Regions from separate parts of the Pan troglodytes genome. Here region 2 is linked to region 1. The links are chromatin contacts, called in public HiChIP or PLAC-seq maps. All regions are on one chromosome and are shown on one strand. Each heading gives the region's core, a stretch centred on a gene start, on an enhancer-like site or on the middle of the called end of the contact. The rest is flanking DNA. Distances are from core to core; before and after follow the strand shown.

Region 1 (5,748 bases), core at 1,018-3,517:
CTCTGCCGCGGGTGTGCCCGCGGCAGGACAACTCTCCAGGCGCCGTGTAGATTTCTCCCCCTTCCCACAGCATCTCCCAGGGACATGCAGGACTTGCCGAGACGCAGTTGGATTGGAGAGCAAATAGTTTAGGCTATGACACTATTTTTCTACCCCGCTCTCCTCTGCCTAACACCCAGACCGCTCCACGCCCAGTGACACAGACCGCGGGCCAGAACAACCCGGATGCCCTAGGTCTGCAAGCACTAGGGATGTCGCCCTACAGCGCCTACGCCTCTGCAGGACGGTGGGGCGCTCCAGCCGAGGACGTCCCCCGGGGCTCCCGGCACACGCGCGCGCCGCTGCCGCTAGACCTGCCAGTAAAGTTGCTCAACTAGAGCGGAGAACTAGGAGAGGGTGGGGAATATGTAAGGAAACGGAGGACTCCTGTAGTCTGGGCGAGAGGACTGACCCAGAGTCCCCTGATTCGGGTCCCCGAGCCACCTTTGTCTGCAGTGCGCTCTGGGTGCCGGTTTGCTTGTTGAGATGGGAGCGACAGACCCTATTTCACTCTTCAGGGTGAGAAAAATTGTTGCACATCCCTGCCGATTCAGAACAGGCTTTTCCCGCCCAGGGGCCTCCCAGACCTCCGCGGGGCTCCAACAACCCCACCCCCCATCCTCTGCTCCTTCCCTGCTGGCCCCTTCGCACCGCGTGCAGGACAAAAGAACCCAGGGGCGCCGGGAGAGAACCGTGACAGTCCCCAAGTCGTCAAAGAGACACGGCGGGGATCCTGCACCTCCCCCGGCCGGACCTCCTCCCAGACTGCCTGCGGTCTGAAGGGGTCAGGTCCGCGCAAGGTCCCAGGCTGCTTGGGCGCCGGGTCGCACTGTCAGGAGCTGCCCGGGAGTGGCTTTCCAGGAACACCAGGCACTGACCACACACCAGGGGCTGGGAAACCAGGTGGCCTGCACCAAGGCGGCTTCGGGGACTTGTCTGTGGCAAGTCTTGGTAGTCCCCATTCAAACTTTTGCTTCGAGCGTGTTAAGAACAACAACAAAAAAATCAAAGTGCCAAAGGTCCCTCTCTTCTCTCCAGCTCAAGAACCAACCACTTTTCTATGATTTCTTTACAATTTATTCCCTCCCTTCCCCCAATTCCGTTAGTCATTTTACCCCCACCCCACCCTGGGTTTCTTTTGTCTGAATCTTTTTCAACACCAAGGTCCCTCTGTATGCCTCTCCCCAAAAGCCCTTTTGAAAGTTACCTGCATTTTTTAAGTGCCTACATTTTCTTAACTTCGCCTTACAGCTCTTTGCCTTAATTAAAGCCTTCTACCAATTGCTTCTTTTTTCTAAGCTCGCGGGTTTTTTTCTATAAGTTTTTTGTTTTTGTTTTTTAAGGGGGGAACAAAAGAAACGTGATTACCTTGGAAGGCGGCTTATTGCAGTTTGGGGGGAAAATTCACTGCAGCGCTGCGCGACTGGGTTCGGCGTTGCCCAGGCGGGTCACATAGGAAGCGTGGTGGCCCGGGGAAGGATGCAGAGGGTGCGGGACGGTGCTGGAAGATGCGGGAGGATGCGGGGCTGGCCGAAGATCTTGGTCCCAGCTCCTGTCCACAACACCTAATGTTCTCGGCTGTTGCGTCCGCACGCCTGGAGTTCTTCCCCAGAAAGGCTCGGGGCAGCTCGCCTGCAAGTTCAAATGCGGGTTGTGACACCCATCATCATTATATCACTGTACCGTCAGAGCCGAGGAGGAGACTCAGCGAGAAGAAGGAGGAGGGAGAGGAGGAGGGTTCATTCACAGGCTCCAAAAGCGCTCCGCAGCTTCAGCCACTCCTAAGAGTCCAGGCTTGGAAAGCAGGCGGAGGGGCGGAAAGGCAGCTCCCCGCGCCTGCGGTAGGGACCGCCTGCCTCCCTCCCCAGGCACTCCCACCTCTTGGCGTTTCTTCCTGACAAGAAGTACCAATCGGCTTGGGGACAGCAGCGCTCCCCATTCAGGGACTCACTCAGTAACATCGCTCTGCTCGCGGAAACCACTGCCCTCCCACTCCTTCCCCACCCCCACTTCCCCGCCCCCCGTGCAGCTAGTTCTGGGTTAGGGGAAAGGAGCCCCCAGGCTCTTAGGGGGCAGGCCAGCAATAGACAATTGAGTACGATCACTTCTTCTCGGGAGCACACAAAACTGTAAAATCAGCAAAGAACTTGGTTACAGCGTGTTTACGCGCCCACAGAGCTTGCCTGTCCCATCAAAGGGAAGTGTCAGGCTCAAGGCTCCTGCCAACCTGAAAGAGACACTGAGAAAACGAGATCCTTCAGGGACCTAGAGGGAAAGTGTAAGAATTCCCCACTGCACTCCCAGGGAACTGCCCAATGGGGAGCCCGGCGTCAAAAGACCCTGGTAATAAAAGGCTGGACAGGAAATTCCCCCAGGCAAATCCCTTGTCGGATTCAAAGAGAATACTTTTCCTCTGCCACAAATCTCTCCCCACGTAAGTCTAGATTCTGCTTTCTTCGTTCTTCCTTTCCTTCAGTCTTTCCAAGTATCTCTGAGTAGAATATTTGATAATTTTCCTGAGTAACAGGGACTTCTTGGAAGTATCAATCGCCTTTCATGCTTTCCGGAAATAAGACTATAATCTTTCATGCGTATATGCGATTTTTTTTCTTCAGTCAGGCCCACCCCACTGTGTAAACAGCATCAACACATGGAAGAGTCCCCTGCATTGTGTTACAAAAGATTTCCAATAGGACCTTACAGAGCAAAGGGTCAAACAGTTGACACAAAGGATTTCTGTCCCCTTAGAAAAGAGGGACTTTGGATTTTCCTTTTCTTTGAAGTCAAGTATGAGTTTATACAATAGGAACAAAATAAATCCAAGGTGCACATCAGTATAACACTAGGGATACTAGAATGGATGGCAAACTTTTCCTTCTACACAAATATGAAAGTATCCTCACAACTCTTCTCTCTGAAGCCTCTACTTAGAAAATTATATTAAACATAGGACCTCAAAACAGTAGTGATTAAAGATGAAAGCCAATTTTTCCTCTCAACTTCTTTGATTAGTTTGGTTTAAACTTATGCTTTAAAACTTTTAGTAACTTAGACTCCTATACATGTGCATTTATAAGATTTCTTTTATATTTTGTAATTTGTAGGCATTCAGCATGGTCATTGATTTTAAGTGATAAACAGGTAGAAGACTTGTCAGGATAATTTCAGTTCTCACCATGTGCATCTTTCATTTCTTTTGTTATTTATCAGCCCTCTGCAGTAATATAACTGTCAGTTACATCATTTGGAAATCAATGTGTTTTTGCAGTGAATTATTTATTCTTAGTAAATTTATTGTACTACCATTCCAAACATTGAAATTTGATTTCATCAGATGTTTAGAATGATAGTCACAGAGCAGAATCAGACTTCAACCTTCATGTATAACATGTAAACAAACTAAGGTGCAGAAAGTTACTGTCCCAAAGTCACACAATTAATAGTCCAGTGGTCTTTTCAGTGCTAATCATAGCAACTTTAGATTCAAGATTGCTTGATTCAGGAATGGAGAGAAATAAAATAAAATGAATGTTCATTGAAATATATACTCCAGACATTAAGGTAGACCTTTCTGTGAAACACTTCAAGATGTGGATTTGTATTCTCATTCTTAAATTTGAGTAAATCTAGTTGAGTTTCAAAGAGTTCAAGTAACCTGCCCAAGGCCATTTTGTAAGTGACAGATCTGCCAGTCTGAAAAGCTTATTATCTTTTACCCTTTTGTCCCTTTATGATACAGTTAAGTAAAACCTTTCAACAAAGGAGAACTAGAGCAGAAACAAGCAACTAATAGCAGATTAATGCCCATTTTTAGGGAAATGTTAATAGTTAACATTCACTATAAATAATGCCATCTGTATATAATGGAACATGATTGAAAGTGATGGGTTAGATACTTTTTACATTCTGAGATGTTTTCATTTATGTTGCCAAATTTGATTCTCTAATCCTCCAAAATTTTTAGTGTCTTTTAATGCCAGTAGACTTCACAACACTTGACCAAATAGTTCTACAGGACAAAGGCACTTTCTCAGGGCTGACTTAAGGAATTAGAATATGCACGATGTTGAAAAGCTTTAAACTGCCTGTCTTTTCTCTTCTTTGACTTGTAACATTATTATTCAGAAAATTAAATACTTCTTCAGGCTATCAGATAACTAAAATGAAATTATACCCCATGGATATCTTCTTTCTATCTCTAGGGCAGACTTTCCCCTCTAGCTATCTAAAATGGAGAATGGGTAAAAAAGAAAAAGGAAAACATACCAGCTATATTTAGAATAGAGTCTACAGTTGTATTATTATTTCTATGTAACTGTTTTTAATGACTTTCTTTCATCAAGAGAAAGAAAATGAGAGAGGATTTATTTCTGATTCTCCAATGCCTGACAAAACTATCAGAAGTTTTTGAATGGGAAAATATATATTTTTCAGGTTTTATAACTAAAATTGTATTTATTTGTCCATTACACTCAAGTATGAATCAAACAGTAATTAAAATCTTATTCTGTGAGTCCCCCTTTAAATCACATCCTTGTACTGGGGATATTCTTTGTGAAAACTCCAAGATCCCAGGTATAAATAAAGCAAGATCTTCATTCACAATGCTTGTGTCTAAAAGAAACCATAAGCCAGAAGCTATGTGCCTTGCTTCCTTGCTTTGATCTTGTCTTTGGGAATTTGGCTGAGCTCAGGGGCAGCAAGCCAATGACTTGGAGAGGAAAGGTGTAGATGGCAGATGTGTCTCCAGGGAATTTTATTATCTTCATCTAAACCTCCTTCTGAGGTTCTTTAGGATCACATTTCAGACTTCTCCTTTTTTATTGATCAGGTGAAGTGTTCTTAGACATGGCATCATCTATTGCTGCTCTAGGGATGACAAGATTCCAGTCCCATTCAAATTCAGAAAACAAAGAGCTTAGTTTCAACTCCTTGATCTGACTGGTCCTAGGCACAACTAAGCAAATTATCCTCGCTGGATGATGCAGTAATGCTACAGATTAAAAATGTACTTTTAACTTTCAAAGACCCTGGAAAAAGGAAGCCTATCCTCTAAGATTGTGTCATAATTTTTTTTTTTAAATAAAACACTGCAAATTAGGGACAGACATTTCATCCGGCACTTTGAATTCTCTTTGGCTTTCTAGGAAAGGCAGAAATATAAGGTCTTTATTGCCTTCTTTTTATTCTTAAAAAAGAAATCTTGCAAAAGGCAAAGGGATGGTGGCAATCTCATTGTGCTTTAACCCGAAATATATAAATTGCTCTGATAAATTAAACACAGACAAATTTCCTTAAAAAGCCATAAAATATTAGATTTTTCCCAGACATCAGATATTGAGTTTTTGCTCTCCAACCCCCAAATCAAAATGTTACAGTAAAATATTTGTTTTAATAAATTTTTTTTTCTCCTGTGCTGTAAATGTCCTGTTCATGGTTGAGCAGATTTCTCTAGAACTTAACTGAAAGACCATCTACATCACGACAGAACTATGCAAGCCAAAGCCAAGTTCCAACATGGAGTGATGGGAGAGGCCGGGCTGCCGAGAGGAGATGACTTCATTAGTGAGAAGAGAGGCTCTCCGAGCCGGTCCTCAAGGCAGCCAAATGGCTCAGCACATCTGCACTCACCCTGGGAGGCTGCCTGGAGCAGAGCATCAAAAACGCTATCTTTTTTATAAAGAAAAAGATGAAGGCATAAAGAACGCA
Region 2 (5,748 bases), core at 1,065-3,564, 390 kb after region 1:
CATGTTGGCCAGGCTGGTCTCAAACTCCTGACCTCAAGTGATCTGCCCGCCTTGGTCTCCCAAAGTGCTGGAATTACAGGCATGAGCCACCGCACCCGGCTGGAATTTTCTACTTAATATTTTCAGACTGTGGTTGATCATGGGTAACTGAAACTGCAGAAATCAAAACCTCAGATAAGGAGGGACTACTGTATTTAGTGCCTAATATATGCAATTCAACCATTCCTCCATTATAATTCCTCCTCTCCAGGGACTTTTAATTTAGCAAAGACAAAGCCATGCACAGTAATAGCCAACACTTTCTGAGTGCTTACTGTATGCCAAACATTTGCCTAGATGATTTACTTGTAATAACTCATGTAATCCTCATAACACTGAGGACACCTGTGCACTGGCGCCACAGAAAACTACAAATATCCACTATTTTTACATACGATTTTAATATACCCATGAAACCAAAGTTGGAAATATTCTTCCAGATGCAGGTGAGATAATACTTTTTGAACAGGCCAGACGTGGTGCGGTGGCCTACACCTGTAATCCCAGCACTTTGGGAGGCCGAGGCGGGAGGATCACTTGAGCCCAGGAGTTTGAGACCAGCCTAGGCAACATAGTGAGCCCTGTCTCTACAAAAAATAAAATAAAATTAGCCAAGTATGGTGGCATGCAACCATGGTCCCGGCTACTGGGGATACTGAGGGAGGAGGATAGATCGCTTCTGCCCTGGAGGTTGAGGCTGCAGTGAGTCATGATTGTGCCACTGCACTCCACCCTGGGCAACAGAGCAAGATCCTGTCTCAAAAATAAAAATAAATAATAATTTTTGAACAAAGGAATAACACAGACAGATTTTATTTCTAGTAAGGAAAGGATCCAAGATGGTTTTAAATGAGGATTCATTGCAAAGCTGCCAGAAAGATTTTAGAAATTGTGATATAATCTGAAAACCAAAAAGTAGGGGGTTTATGTAAGACAATGGAGCTAAACTACCACCTCCCAAAAAAAACTCACCACGTCAGATTAACTTTGATGTTTTACATAAATGCAATAAACATTATATAACAGACTCAAATATCAAGTTAGTTATAGTTTAAAACAAAACCTTTGTGTGCCCTAGTGAACAATGTAAACACAAATAGCAGAATCCCAAATCTTCTAATCATTGTGTTGCCCTAAATACAAAAGGGTCTCATAGGCCGAATACAGTTCATAAACCAAAATCTCACGTGAGTTACCTTCTCTCTTTCTCTCTATCCACCTTCTAAGTCAATAAAAAATTGAAAACATTCTGAAAAGAACTCTCTCCTGCCTGAGAAAAAATACATCACACATTTAGAACCAAAAGCTTGCCATAAGGGGGCAAAGAGTGAAAAACTCTCATTTCTAATACTTTATTAGAATTCCAAGAACTACGCAAATTCAAACATGTCAAAGCGCCTGTTTCTCCATCGATAAAATGCAGAAAGAAAAACGTGTGTGTGTAATAGAACCTCACCTAATGGGATAATTAAAATCAGAAAAAGCTAAGTACTACTACTGATTAAAAGTTGCTTGTCATTTGTCTTGCCAGTTGATCTCTTTAAAGTACCTAATCAATCGCTGCAGTCCGCAAACGGCAGTTCCTTCCCATTGGTTACCACAGAAAGTTCTTTCCTGACCTCAAATTGCCTAGTACGTTTCAGCCTCGATGCCTGGTTGGAACCCACAGTTTACCAATATCTGGGGATTGAAAGGACAGGCCAGTGCTGGGGAAATGCTCAAACAGCCTACTCAACACTACCCTCTGGATTCAACCGTCCTCCCAATCCCACAACCAACACAGAGCATTTCAAAAGTGCTTCGCATTCCCAAGAATACCTCAGATGCAAATGGAGAAACTGAAAAGGGGGTGAACAGGTCGCACCCTGAGGATAATGCCGAGAACCCTAGCATCCCCAAAAGCCCACAAGAGGAAGTCGCGGGAGCTCACAAATTGAGGGGGATTCTCGCATTGTGGAGTTCTAGGGGTAAGTAGCAGGGAACTTTTTTAAAAAGAAAGCAAAAAGATAAAAAGAACAGAACCTCAGATTTTTGTTATTTAAAGAGGCAGCCCCATTTCCGGATCCTACCTCTCCGTGACTCTACTTCCGGTATCTTCCAAAACGCCCGCTTTCACAGATCAAGGTTTTGCAACCAATGAGAGTATCAGCTACTTCCGCCGGCCTGCGGGACGTGATCTAAATCCCGCCTTTTCCGGTGGAGAGGAGCCTATCCTAGTGTCTTAATCGCCCGTCTTGGTAGGCGGTGCCGTGACAAGCCCAACCGGACGGCTGCAGAGGGCGAGAAGGGCAGACGGGACGTGCAGCCTCTTCCGCCTGAGCCCCGGAAGGGTGATGTGGCTGCGGCATCGCCGGCCTCGCTATGGTAAGAAGTGGGGCTCCCAGGTCGCGGTTGATCTTCGAGAAGGGGTTGTGGATCTAGACTAGGGCTGGAGTTTGTGCGGCAGCCCGGGGTGTGTGGGCCCGGAGCTGAGAGGCCTTGGAGCCATGTGGTCCCTCCACGGCCAACCAGAAAGAATCAGGACGGACTGTCCGAGGAAGACTGCTGGGTCGGGAGCCCGCCCCTCATGCAAAGTCCGCTTTCCTACTTTGTTTAGGAAAAAAAAATGCGTTGGTGTGTTTTAACACGTTGGCTACGTAGATTGTGTGTGGTCATTGACCCTTTGAAGCATTAGCGCTTCTCGAGTTTCCGCTTGTTTGGTTGCAACTCCTTATCTCGCCCTAGGGGCTTTACTCTGGTGTTATTGTTTGATTTTTGGGGGGAGTTTCTTTTGGCACCAAACTCCATACCTTCATTTTCATCTGTTTAGTCAGTAGCCTCTCAAGACCCTTCCACCTTATTCTCTTAACTTTGAAAATGCTGCTTTACAAGCTATAGGTTTTAATAGTTAAGAGTTCTCTGCAAAGGTGGATTGCCCTTCCAGGAGCTTAATGTACTTATTGGAGTGGTGTCTAGCCTCAGGCCTTCCTCCTCTTTTATCTCCAGGTCCATGTGCCAAATGTTGTGTATATTTCTGGACAAAGGATGCATGCCTGCGAATAGACCCAAAAACAACTATGACTCCAAAAAGCTTGAGTCTCCATGGTGGAAAATTATGAGCCTATGTTCACAGAAATTGCTGCAGAATCCCATATAGCAATAATTCATTTTCTTCTCTGGACGAATTTACCACCTGGTGGGAAGATGGCAGTTGAGACTAGGAAGACTGCCACTCTTAATTCTTTTACATCTTTCTAGAAACTGAAGTTGAATTCTTCTACTCGTAGTGCAAGTCAAAGATAACTCTTTTTATTATCTCACTGTCAGACTAGCTAAAAATAAGATGCATATACTGTGCTTAAGATCAACAGTATATAAACTATCTTGTCATGCTTGTTTTTCCAAAAGTAGCAAATAGCTTTCATTTATTATCACGTCCTATGTACCAGGCTCTTTTCAAAAAATCAGTTTATAAGCATGGAAATATCAAGTTCACAGCAACTTCTGAATAGATGTTTACAAGTGAAAGAAGTGAAACATGAGGAGACTGACTTGCCTCGGATCACACCTAGTAGATTGTAAAGCCAGTACTCAAACTTATTTTAATGTCCAGATGCCCAAAATCTTCATGCTGTTATCGATAGAAACACAACATAACTAAGGATGAAATAAGACTTAGTGATTTGTTTCTTATAAATATAAGTACATATATCAGACATAGGTGGAAAACGGAAACAACTGGCAGGTGGTTTTTTATTCCTGTGAGCTTGGGATGTCAAAAGTACATTGTTGGCAGAGCTACGAAGTGAGGTTTCAAGAGGGCTAACTTAGCAGCTTAAGAAATGGATTAGTGTCTCAGTATCTTTGAGTTCGCATCTAAACTTAGTTTATTTGTGAGGTAACCCAATGGTAATGACTTAATAAACCTGAATTACTGTATTTTAATGATTTTTTTTTTTTTTGAGATGGAGTCTCCCTCTGTTGCCCAGGCTGGAGTGCAGTGGCATAATCTCAGCTCACTGCAACCTCTGCTTCCTGGGTTCAAGCAATTCTCCTGCCTCAGCCTCCCGAGTAGCTGGGACTACAGGCGTGCACAACCACGCCTGGCTAATTTTTGTATTTTTAGTAGAGACGAGGTTTCACCATGTTGGCCAAGATGGTCTCGATCTCTTGACCTCGTGATCCTCCCACCTCAGCCTCCCAAAGTGCTGGGATTACAGGCGTGAGCCACCGTCCCCGGCCAAGAATCTTTTTAAAAAGCATTTCAAGGACAAAATGTTTATCAGCAGTAATAATTTACAACTGTCAGCATGAACAGTAATTGTAGCACTTGTGAATTAATACTTTTAAAGAATTTCAGAATGCCTTGTTCCCCCCAACACCTAACATCCTTCAATATTTCTCTCATGTCTCATCTCTTTCCAAAAAGCCTCCCTTAACCCCTTCTATTTTCTTCTACTCTCTTTAGGTATCTATAGGGATATTCCTAGTTCATATGTATACTTCCAGTATCCCTCTAGCATAACCCTTTTCACAGAAAACAGCAATAAGGTGTTGCCTGCATTTCTCCCTCTCTAGGCAGAATTCTTAAAGACTAGGTATTTTAATCTCTACAGTCACAGTGCCAGCTGGAGTTATTACTCCATTAAGAGTCTGGGCCTGTAATCTCAGCACTTTGGGAGGCCAAGGTGGGTAGATCAACTGAGGTCGGGAGTTGGAGACCAGCCTGAACAGTGTGGAGAAACCCCATCTCTACTAAAAATAAAAAATTAGCCGGGCGTGGTGGCGCATGCCTGTAATCCCAGCTACTTGGGAGGCTGAGGCAGGAGAATCACTTGAACCCAGGAGGTGGAGGTTGCGGTGTGTCGAGATTGTGCCATTGCACTCCAGCCTGGACAACAAGACTGAAACTCCATCTCAAAAAAAAAAAAAAAAGAGTCTGGGGATACAAACATGCTCAGTGTCTTCAAGGATTTCACAGTCCAGTGGGGGAAATTATTAAATAAGTAAATTCCATCTGTTGTCTGCTATGTTGTAGCAAGACAACACGTGTAGTAGAAAGAGCATGGGTTTAGACTGAGCCAAACAGAGTTAGAATCATTTCCAGTTCCGATCCTTTACTTGGTTAACTGTAAGGGAGTTTATTTTCCTGTCTTTTTCTTGGTGCGCTAAATGATTTTCACAAACTCTGCAAAGCAGGAATGATTGCCCACATTTCATAATTAAACTGAGTCTCCAGAGAATAGATGTGAAGTATTTTCTCTCCTCTTGTAGCAGAAGATATGTAGAAAATCATTAAACACAGTGGAAGGAGTAGTACTGGCTGGGAACTGCTTGAGAGATGTCCCCAAGAAAGAAGTAATTCTCTCTCACCTGTACTTTAAAGAGTATTAGGGAAGGAGTCATTAGCTAGAGGTGGGACAGCAATCTCTATCCCATAGATAAAGGAAATGGCAGTTATGGGAACAAAAGGCATGAAGTTCAATAGTTGCATGGAGCCTCAATGTGGCAGGAATAAAAAGAAGTCAAGTATAGTGGACTGGTGATAGATGAGGCTAGAAAGATTGGGGCCAGATTTTGAAGAGCTTTGTGCCATGCCAAAGACTTTATATTTTGATGATGTTTAATTGCTTACTTGATAAAGGCTTTGGAGCAGGGAAATAAAAGGTGTGCATTTTAGAAAACCAACTGGTAACAACATAGAGTATATTTAAATGGAGGAAGATTAGA

What was found. HiChIP or PLAC-seq counts read pairs in DNA pulled down with a chosen protein or histone mark.
Region 2: an H3K4me3 HiChIP or PLAC-seq map of stem cell-derived excitatory neurons shows a contact between it and region 1, with 13 times the contacts expected there. The contact joins the promoter of TMEM167A here to the promoter of VCAN in region 1. A contact is called at or near these places in 2 of 7 Hi-C or Micro-C datasets (induced pluripotent stem cells and stem cell-derived neural progenitor cells) and 1 of 1 datasets of contacts at active chromatin or transcription factors (stem cell-derived excitatory neurons).

What each region holds. Positions count from the first base shown.
Region 1 is chr4:32,579,791-32,585,538 of NHGRI_mPanTro3-v2.0_pri, forward strand. VCAN (versican) reads right to left here and starts at 2,268. Exons shown (of 15, transcript XM_517667.9): 1 at 1,408-2,268.
Region 2 is chr4:32,973,883-32,979,630 of NHGRI_mPanTro3-v2.0_pri, forward strand. TMEM167A (transmembrane protein 167A) reads left to right here and starts at 2,315. Exons shown (of 4, transcript XM_063811121.1): 1 at 2,315-2,403. The coding sequence starts at 2,373.